Regions from separate parts of the Gossypium raimondii genome. Here region 1 is linked to region 2. The links are chromatin contacts, called in public Hi-C maps. All regions are on one chromosome and are shown on one strand. Each heading gives the region's core, a stretch centred on a gene start, on an enhancer-like site or on the middle of the called end of the contact. The rest is flanking DNA. Distances are from core to core; before and after follow the strand shown. Region 1 has its middle 6.5 kb from the start of LOC128033814. Region 2 holds the start of LOC105788019 (NADP-dependent malic enzyme).

Evidence for each region. A called contact is a pair of places that touch in the nucleus more often than the background predicts.
Region 1: a contact with region 2 is called in a Hi-C map of leaf, with 2.0 times the contacts expected there. The contact joins the enhancer-like site here to the promoter of LOC105788019 in region 2. A contact is called at or near these places in 2 of 2 Hi-C or Micro-C datasets (both in leaf).

Annotation. Positions count from the first base shown.
Region 1 is chr2:11,161,704-11,167,152 of ASM2569854v1, reverse strand. No RefSeq gene overlaps it. Among protein-coding and RNA genes, the nearest start is that of LOC128033814, 6.5 kb to the right of the region's middle. Within about 2 kb of position 2,487, the one cell type or tissue checked has open chromatin away from gene starts, as enhancers often do. A contact at or near this core is called in leaf, where this site is marked.
Region 2 is chr2:11,080,141-11,085,788 of ASM2569854v1, reverse strand. LOC105788019 (NADP-dependent malic enzyme) reads left to right here and starts at 4,351. Exons shown (of 20, transcript XM_012614689.2): 1 at 4,351-4,599; 2 at 4,815-5,098. The coding sequence starts at 4,570.

The sequences.
Region 1 (5,449 bases), core at 1,238-3,737, 83 kb before region 2:
GTTATGGAATTATGTTTAAATGTTGAATTATATTATTATTTGGGCTTTATGCCTAACAGGCTTAGTGCCGGTGTTATTTAGGCTTTGTGCCTAGCAGACTTAGTACCAGTGTTATTCGGGCTTTGTGCCTTGCAGGCTTAGCTCTTCTGTTATTCATGTTCAGTGTCTAGCAGCCTTATTGTCTGTGTAATTAAAGTTAACATCCTTTGGAAATTATTATTTGATAGTAAATGAGTTTATTGATTGAACTTACTAAGCTCCTTTGTGCTTATTCGTTTAATTTGTTTTTGTAGGACTTTTGTAATCGTTGCTTTGATTGGATCGAATCGGAAGCTGACACTATCATCATCATCTCGATAGCCATTTTTGGTACCTATTAGTAGATGGTTAAGTGGCATGTTATAGGATAGGTCCTTGAATTATGACTTTTTAGTGAATATCTAAATGTTAAAGTTGGTATGTTTATGCTTGATGTTAACAAATAGTATTGGACTTATAATACATGGCTAGATAAGTCCTTTTGCAACACTTTTAATAGTAGATGTATAAGGTATTTTGGTGCTAAGTGAATGTTCAATTGTGTTGTGTTTATAAGCTTAGTATAGAATGTGATATGATACTTGAATTTGTAGTAGGTTTTGGCTTGTTTAAGTAAATTTTATTTGCATGTGTTTGAGGTGCCTATGAATGGCATATTGGTTGAATGTTAGAAGGATGATTTAGCATGTTTTTGGCTTGATTTTGGTCACTTTGAATAGGTCTTTTGGATGGAAAATTGTTTACTTAGGTTGCAAGTAAGCTTGAATTGGTAAACTTGTTGTTTAAGGTTCATTTTGGGTCCACACATCTTGATATGAGGGTGTGTGTCTTAGCCATGTGTGACACACGGCCGTGTGTCATATGAGAATCACTTTGTATGCAAGTCAGGCAGTTACACAGCCTAGCACAAGGCCTAGCACACGGACGTTTGGGGCTATTTTGAGAGTTACACGGCCTGGAACATAGGCGTGTGACTTGGCCATATGACCCTACTCAAAGAGCTACACGGGTGAGGATACGGGCTGGGACACGGCCGTATGTCCTTATTTCGATTGTTACAGGCCTGGCTACATAGCCGTGTGACCCTACAGTCAAATTTTTTTAACTTTTTCTTAAACTTTTCGAATGCTTCCAATTTATTCCAGAATTGTTTCAAATGTATTTCCAGGGCCTCGAGGGCTTGATTTAGGGATGATATTTATGTGAATGAATGATTTGTGTTATCTTATATCAATGTATGAAATGTACATTTTAATTTTTTTGTTTTGTATGATAATGCTCTATAACCCTATTCTAGCGACAGATACAGGTTAGGGGTATTATAATGACTGCGTTGAAGTTAAGGTAGTCAACGCAGAACCACCACGTTCCGTCCTTCTTCTTTACTAGCAGCACTAGAGAAGAAAATGTAATATTACTTTTTCGAATCAATTGGTGGTCTAACATGTGTTGAACTTGACGTTCGACTTCCCCTTTCTGAAAATAGAGATATCTGTATGGCCTGACATTAACCAATTTGCTTATAGGTTGTAGATGGATAGCATGGTCGGTTTCTCTAACAGGGGGTAAACCGTGTGGAGCAACAAAAACCATTTTGAACTCAACTAATAGATTTCTCATATCTTTTAGTTCGACTGTGCCTTTCGTCGCTGGACCCGTATCAATTTGCAAACAATAATACGCAATCACCGCCTTAGTGTCTTTCAAATGCCGTAAGGATTGCGATTATATTGATTGAGATGCCAACTCTATTTACCCTTGCCAACGATGTTACTTTTCCCCTTAACGGAATTGAAATTGGAGCGTATTAAAATCCATAGTCACCGGCCCTAAAGTGGCCATCCAAGCAACCTCTAAAACCATTTTGGTACCTTCTAATGGTAGCACATAGAAGTCTGTCATTAATTCAGTACCCTGAACTCGTAATTTTAGATTGCGCATACAACCCTCATTCTGTAACTTGTCTCTATTACCAACAAAAACCTTAAAATTTAGCGTTGCCATCACCGTTAAACCTAAATGTTTTGCTACTCGGGATTATACAAAGTTATATGTACTACTGTCATTAATCAAAATATGTACCTGACGGCCTCGAATCTCCCCCGTAGCACGAAGGGTATTAGGAGTTAAGTAGCCTACGAGGGCATTGAAGGAGACCAAATATTTTTTCGCACGGTCTTGTCAGAACCTTCTAGTTCGTTGTCATCATTGTCCATTGTCCTTGTCACCGAAATTAGGTGGTCATCCTCAAATTCATCATCCAACAGAAATAACTAAGGATCCTTACATTTATGGCCCAGAGCAAATTTAGCATCATAGTTATAACATAAACCTTTCTCTCGTCGTGCTTGAGCTTCAACAGTAGAAATCCTGCGGGGTTGCATAGGGTTGGGAGAGATTGTGTAATGGTCTGATGGAGGTGGGCGTCTGGATTGTGCTTTAGGCCTAGTAGGAAACGTGGTAGGTGTTGGTAATAGAGGCGGTAGTTTCAGACTTGGTACCCGACCCAATATTTTTGTCTTTCGTTGAATTTGGTTTCATGAAAGTGGGCCAAAGCAAGTACTTCATTCATAGAATTGGATCGATAGCCCAAGACCTCAGTTTTGATATTCAAACGGAGCCCAGACATAAAACATTGTGTAAGGAATTCATCAGATAGGTTGGTTGTGTGCAAGACAAGGTTTTCAAAACGTGTTTGATAATCTTCCACTATCGTTGTTTGGATAAGCTTAGAAATTTTCCCTTCTGGAAATTCGATTTCCATCACTGCAAATGACCGTTGAATCGCTTCGACCAAATGGTGCCAACCCGCTAGTTGACTTTGTCGCTACATCCAAAGAAACCATTTCTTGGCAGTTCTGTCCATTTTGAAGGATGCCATGGTTACCCGATGGTGGTCCTCAGTGCCGTAAAACTCAAAAAAGTTGTTCATGGATGCTAGCCACTCTTCTGGGTCCCTCCCGTTAAATAGGGATAACTCCACTTGAACCGGTGTTGGTAAGAAGGGAAATACAACGTTGGATTCAGCTCTCATATTTGTCTTCCCCCAGTTAACCACGATTTCCCCTGTACCTTCAATATTGCAAGAAGTGGTTGTCGTAGCTCCCAACTGTGTAGAAATCACCGTTAACTAGTGAACTACATCCTGAAGGGTTCGCTGAGTGGTCGCATTCCATTGCTTCTGATCCTCCGCTTAAGATTGGAGAGAGACCAAAATTTAATTGTGAAGGGCACTCGTCTCCTGCAAAATTTTTATGGATTCGATGTTATTCACCATATTGTCCAATCTCAATGAAAGCACCAAAATATTATGTGTCAATAACCATAAAAAGATAATATAGGAATAAATAGGAGAATAGACTATAGGTTAAGAAGTTGGGAAAATATCCAAGGAATACAAATAAATTTTATGTTTTACATACTCTATTATTTATATTCTTAATCCTTAGGATCCTTTGAAGTAGACAAAATTGGTTAAGGCCTTGGGTGCCTTGCTCTTTCTCAAGCTTCTGCGTAACTCTCGATTGTTGGTGTCTGTTTCTTGATTGCCAACTCCTCCTATGGTTACGTCCTCATTCCCTGCTTTTGCTATCTCAGCTCTTTCCTTGAAAACTTCTAATTCATATGAATTTGTATACTTAGAAAAGAAATCTACGTTGAAAGTTCATTGATTTTGTCTTCTAATTGCATGTTTAGTTACAATTTGCATTACTGACTAACAGAGTGAAAATTGTGAAATGGACCATGTAGTTGGGAAACTTCCTAAGTCTACTAAACCTTACCCAGAGATTAATCCACTACCACAAAATGTTATTTAATTTACATCGCTTACCAAGTTACAATTTCACTCTAAAATATTAACTAGACCACTCTATCACTAAAACTTTTCCCTTGAAAATATAGTTACAAAGTGAATACTTAAATAAACAAGGTACATGCGTGCATGGCATAGTTTGCTAATGTAGATACTTATGCGGATAATTTCTTTTAACGACACATAGGATTCTAGAAGTATAAGTTACCAAAAAAAAAAATAGAGGGGGTCAATCAAATTTCTGTAACCTGTAATATAACTTGAATGAAATAAATAGAATTTGGAACTCCATGTAATAGCCAAATGGTTAAGGGTGTTCACTGCCCCAAGTGTGGCCTGGTTTCGAGTCATGAAAAAGAAAATAATAAAATCGAAATCATAGTAAAAAAATGAAATTATAAATTATTAAATTATTAATAAATTCTAAATATATTAAATAGAAATATTAATTTAAATAAAATAATAAAATAATAAATTATATTATAATATTATAATAATATATAATATAATAGTAGATAGAATAATAAAATAAATAATATAGAAATATAGATTTCAATATAAAAATATATTAATATAAATATAATATGCAAAATTTGTTAATTAATTTATTTAAAATAAATATCCATTTTTTTTTCAAATTTTACATTTGAAAATCTTATCTAATTATTTAACATTCAAATGAAAATATACAATCAAAATTTAAAATTTAACGATAAAAATTTGTTTTATGAATTCTTTATTATTTTGACTAATTTCATTTTGAATTATATTTTATTAGATTTTTTCAAACAAAATTTTAAAAATTTTGTATTTATCATTGAAGTTTACTGATATATATCAATATATATATATATAATAAGATTTTATTGAGATAAATATATTTCATTTTGCTTTTTCTTTTCTATTGCTTATAAGGAGAGGTCCACTTATATTGTGTAAAAGTTAAAACAGTTTTATATACTTTTATAAATAATTATATGATTAGTATATATTGGAATTCAATTTGATGAGTACAAGAACCTTCATAAATTTAGTTTTTGACATATGATGTAAAAGTTTGAGGTGGATATCTATTTCTTTTACACATAAAATAAGTAGAGATAATATTCATCTATCCATTCAAACAATTATGATTATCATAAAATAATGTCCTCAAATAGTAATAAATTTCAATAATCTAAAAGCCATTAGACAACAAAATTCTACTTTAAACTTTAAATTAAATTAATCTTACTTACTGTAAATGATTAAAACAATACATTTAAAGTTTAAGTATAAATCAATATTTGTGATAAATAATTTTTAAAGTTAAAAATCATTACTAAAAGGAGAATCAACCAAAAAATCCGACGAGAAAAAGGAATACTACACTAAAACATATAAGCTTACCCAATATATTCCGTCCTAAATCCTCATTATCATAAGAAGAAATAGAAGAATTAGCAAAACTTAAAATTATATATAGAAAAGGAGGATTACCAATAAAAACTAGTTGTACAATATAAAGTCATTTGAGTAAGATATTGAGTCACTTTAGTAGCATCTCGTTGTATATAATGGAAGGGAAAACATTAAAATTAAGATTTTAAATCACAA
Region 2 (5,648 bases), core at 3,102-5,601:
TCTCATTACCACACTTCTTATTTTTTAATCGATCAACTGTGGATCATCTCAAACATAATATCAAGGTTTATAATATAACATAATATAAATATTATAAATAATTATAAAACAAATATATAAGAAGATGAGTATTAAAATAAAATTGTCAGTCAAGGTTTCCATGGTTCTATTTCTAGAAAATAAATGAAAAAAATTACATAGTTTTTCATCACAAGGCTTTTCTTGGGTCTTCAACAGTCATTACTCCATCTTCCCCTCATCATGAACTCCTCTTGGAAAAATTACATTTAAGTCCTATGTTCGTTTTCGGCTCACAAGAATTCTACAAATTAAAAAAAACAGTCCTATGTGGAGATGATAGTTCACAGTCTATTTCCTAAGAACCACAATCTTGGCAACAAAAAAGCAATTATATAACAAATATATAATATCACATTCATTCTCATATATAACTCAAAACATGCATAAGCTCTAAAGAATGTCATTTTCTATGTAATCGAATCATTCAAAAAGAAGAGAAATCCATTTAGATTATCTGTTTATACTTATAGATAGAGTACAACTTGGCTCTGATACTAATTGTTGGAAAATCGAGTTTTTCAAATGTAGGGAAAACTAAATTTGAGGAAAAATCAAAGTTTTAATTTTTTTTCCAAAATAAGAACTTGGTTGTGTTATCTCAAGTAATAAACACTTAATCAAAATTGTACTTTTTCGATTCATCTAGGATGAACGCTCCGACCGATTAGTCTTCTCCGTTATCCTCAAGCTCACGTCAGCCAAGTGTGGGCTCACTTCGAATTAGAAAATTTTCCACAAAATTACCAGTGGGGTAATTTCGTAATTTTTGTAAACATTTGAGCCAAGTTGTAAATAAAAAAATATCTCTAGAAATCTTCTAAAATAATTTATTCAAAGAATTTTCTCTCTACAACTTTCTCTTGAATTCAAGTGTGTGAAAAATAATGACTCATGGCTCTCTTTATAAAGGGAGATCAACTATGATTAAACTTAATCACTTTAATATTAAATTAATATAATGCTTATCAAGATAAATATTAAATCTTATTAAATTTACAGAATATTTATCTACAAGATAAATATTAAATTAAATTAAATATTAAATTTATTAAAACAATATTATTTTTAGAATAGTTAATGTAAAATCAAATTATTTGGTAGAGTCCTAATAGGAGTGTAATTCTTTCACTACTCAACCACCGAAGAACCACCACCCTCGTCCATCCGTCGGCCATCGAAATGCCTCCGTCGACACTGCCATGCTCAGTGGTGCAAGTGCAACACTCTCACAACACTCCGAGTCTGTCCAGTTCGAGCAAGTGTTGGCTTGATTTCACATAACGGGCCTAGTTTTATCAATTTTGGGTCTTAGTCCGGTTTTGGGTTCTCGAACCTAATTTTCGATCTAAAGTCCAATTTTCAAGTTTAATTATACATTGTATTAATTGTCCGACTTGAAAAATAATTTCCAAAAATATCATATTAATTTTAATTAATTTGATTAATTTATTTTTTATCAAAATTAATTTTCCCAAAAATCACTAAGATTTTCCAAATTAATTTTTCAAGAAATTTTTTTAATCAAATTCTCTAATTGAACAATTCTCACAACTGTCTAATTTAATTCCACATCAAATAAGTCGACTCAATTAAATTATTTCTAAAGTCGTAGAATTTACTTTTGATTCAAATGCAATTCAATTGATCTTTTGTTGATCTGGTGGATGGACCAATCGGGCATATACAATTAGGCTAAATAAATTGCAATTATGTCCAGAAATATCGTTCCAATAATTCGCAATTTACTTAATTATGGAGTCAGTCCACAAGAAGTACCATGATTAAAAACTCATTATTGTATACTTTTTACGAAAGCAATTCATTCAACTACTTTTTTCAATGACCTCGTCATGTGTGTGTTACCCTCAAATGATATCCTTGATTCCTTTGAGTTAACTTTGTTCATTCAATAAAGTTCTATTTTATCTCATTGTTACTATTGTATCTTCTTAATGATTAATATGATCACTGTCAAATGATTGTGATAAATTGCTCATTCGAGAATAAGCAACCTGTGGCCACGTTTCATATTTATCAATCCACACAATGTCAATGAGAGGATATCGTTAACTCTTTAATCGACTTATGAATTACATTGTTGCTAATAAATCCATGCCATACACAAATCATATACCCAACATACCAGCTATGAGCTCAATCATCTTTAGAGTATAAGTCTTCACTTATATCAAAGCACATGAGTTACTTACACATGGTCAGTGACTAACTCAAGATTTAGGTAAATCACACCATGAATGTCACAAGTGAATTCATAAACGAATTCAAAATTAATTCATCTTGGGTCCAGTCCAATGTATCATTCTTCCAATAAATACATCTATGTCTCTACTCGTAGAGTCAACTGCTTCGATGGTCAAGACTAGTCATCTCCCCAATTGGAATTGTAGATAACATAATAATCTTTTTAAGTATTTGAATCAAATGCTTACTTTGATTCTTTTACGGGATTACAGACTAGTTTAAATTATCTACTGAAGTAAGTTGTCTTTCTCATAATGTAAATATTCTTACAGTGTCACTTATCATCAGTTTAAACTTAGACAATCAACGAGCTAATATTTACTTGTCACAATTTCGCTATGCATGCAAAACATGAAAGATAAAAATAAAAAGACATAATAGTGAAATGTGAATTTAACTTTATTTATTTATTCATCGTTCAAATATATAGAAAAACAATTACATGTTTATTACAATATGTGCACATTTCCTAACAAATTACACAATTAATAATATTGTTATAGTGACATGAGTAAAATTACATAACTAAAACAATTACCTTACATGAATATAATTTTATTTTTTTTTAAAAATTATCTTCTCTCCGGTGTATGCCTCAATCATTTGTCTGTAGACAATGAGGGTTTCAGACTTCCCAATCCTCAAACAAGTACACCATCTGAAAAGAAAGCAAACTTGCTAGATAACATTTTCATTAAAAATAATTCTTAATCGAATTTTTAATTTTTTTTACTTATTTACAAGTGAGAAAATATATTGTTGGTGACTCAATGATGCTAGAAATAGCATCTTTGACAATGCTCAGGACTACGGCAATATTAGGCACCTTCCTATATCTTATGTATCGTGCTTTGTCACCCGACAAAGCTCAAGGTACAACGTTGCTAATACTGTTGAACCCCAACTATACGAATGAGCAATTTGAAAATTAGCCAATAGAGGCGAGTACATTAGGTGGACTTTATTATTATTTGTGTTTGGCATGAGTGCCCCTATCACCTCCATTATATACGCTCGAGCAGCGCACATATTCTCCCACTTAGAGGCACTACTCGATAAGGTTTTGATATTTTGTTTTAACCAGGAAAATCTCAAACTGGTAAACTTAGCACCACCATCACCCATCGATCGTCCAAGCAATTGATAGCAAAGCGACGCAGGTTCGATCACTTTACTTGAACCTGTGACTACAACCACCATCCAATGGGAGCTCGAGTTGCAGTGCAACATCTTCTAAGGTGATGGTGCACTCCCCACATGGCAAATGAAAATGTGTGGGTTTTCGGGCGTCATCACTCAACCAAGGCGAATATTAAGTCAACCCTCAAAACATTCTAATCAATGTCGTTATTCCAAATCTTGATGCACCTTTTCCTTTTTTTATCAACTTTTCTTCACAGACTTTTAAAAAAAAATTCAAAGCAGTGTCGCCAGTGTATCAGACAAAACCAATAAAAATATTTTTTTCATATTTTTTATCCACTATAATACCTATGAAAATATAATATTTTAAAAATACATACTAATTCTGCCACTGTGTCAAGCGACAAAAAAATATTATTTTTTAAAAATATATGATTATAACATATTGAACAAAAAGTAAACGTAATGTTGAGTCACCAAAAAATAAAATAACAAACACCTATTTTTATAATTAATTTATTTCCCACTATATTTTAGTATTTAATTAAATTTTTAGTATTATTTAAAAGAAAAAACCCAGCAAACCAAATATGGAATTTCCCGCACCAGCCACGGCAGACACAACCGCAAAAACCAAACTCAGATCATACACACAAACCCTTTCCTTTTGTTCCAACTTAAAAAGCTTAGCAAGTGGGGTCCACAATTTATTAGGTTCATTCCACTTGATGGTGGTACTTTCGTAATAAATGGGCAAAATGAGTTACCCACATGTCATTTGCTGCAGACTAACGGAGGTTGTGAGGGAAAAACAAAAGTGGAAACGTTTTCCAGGCTTTTCTTCCTTTTCTCTGCTGTTCCCTTCCGCCTCTCTTTTATCTCTCCCTTTTCACATATTAATATATAAACAATACAACAAAAGCTATATATTTGTATTATTATATTATATACACACATATCTCAACAAGTTCTCCTTTCTTTCTTTGCTCATTCAAAGACCGAGAGAGAGAGAGAGAAAGAGAGAGATATCCAAAGGCTGCTCAAGCAAAGCTCTAGCCTTGGTCTTTCGCATTTTCTGTCACCATGATCTCCTTGCATAGAAGCTGTTTTCTGGTAATTTCAAATCAACCCATTGTTACTCTCACTATTTCTTGACTACCCATTTCCTAGAATTTAATTCTAAATCGAAACTAAGAGATTAAATCTCTTTCCCTTCTTTTTCCCCTTTTTTCTTTTTGGTATTTCAAGGTCCTTTTTATACCATTAAAGATCTCAAAGGTCTGCTTTTTGTTTTCAATTTAATATTGTTACTGTCTGTTTTGAAACAGAACAACAGCGGCATTTCTGGGTCGTCAAGCCTTTTCTCTTACAAGTTGAATAAGCTGCCGCCAGCTTCGGTCAAAGCGACGGCTTTAGGTCCCAACAGCGATACAAACGCCAGCGTTCTGATTGAGAACAACAATGCATTCAAAGAAATAACACAAGATGGCACTTCTTCTGCTGCTGACGTGGACATCAATCTCACCGTTGCCGGCGGTGATCGTGAAGTCTACTATGATGACGCCGCCACAGAGGATCAGCTTGTCACCCCTTGGTCTGTCTCTGTTGCTAGGTAAGATTCTATTATTTTTCCTTTCATAATAACTATTTTTGTCTAATTTTCATTTTCTTCCTTATGAGCTTAATAGGTTTGCTTGCTATGTCATGATGGTTTGACATTTTTATACTTGTTTGTGAGATCTAATATCATTGTTTTTGTATGGTTTGTTGGACCCACTAAACTAAGCCCCTTTTTTAGTGCTGGATCTTATTTTATTGTATGGTTTATATTATAATAGTTTGTGTTTATTTATGATTTTCTTTTTGGTGCTTATGTGGTGGAATCTATGACTGTGTTTTATCTTCAATGCTAGATCTTTGCTTTGTTGCTGAAATTTTGTAATTGAGGAATTAGAAAGAAAAGAAAAGAAACTTTTTAGTGCATATTCAGCCATCTCCCTTGTCTGAGTAAAATAAATATATAGTTTTAGTAATCAATTCTTTGGGAGCTTTTATATTGTTTTCTTCTTCTTCTGTCACCACCTTTGTCTTTGTATTAGTTGTTTGGGATGAATGGAGTTTCTCTAATGCTAGAACATATGACATGTTTGATCATTAGTGCC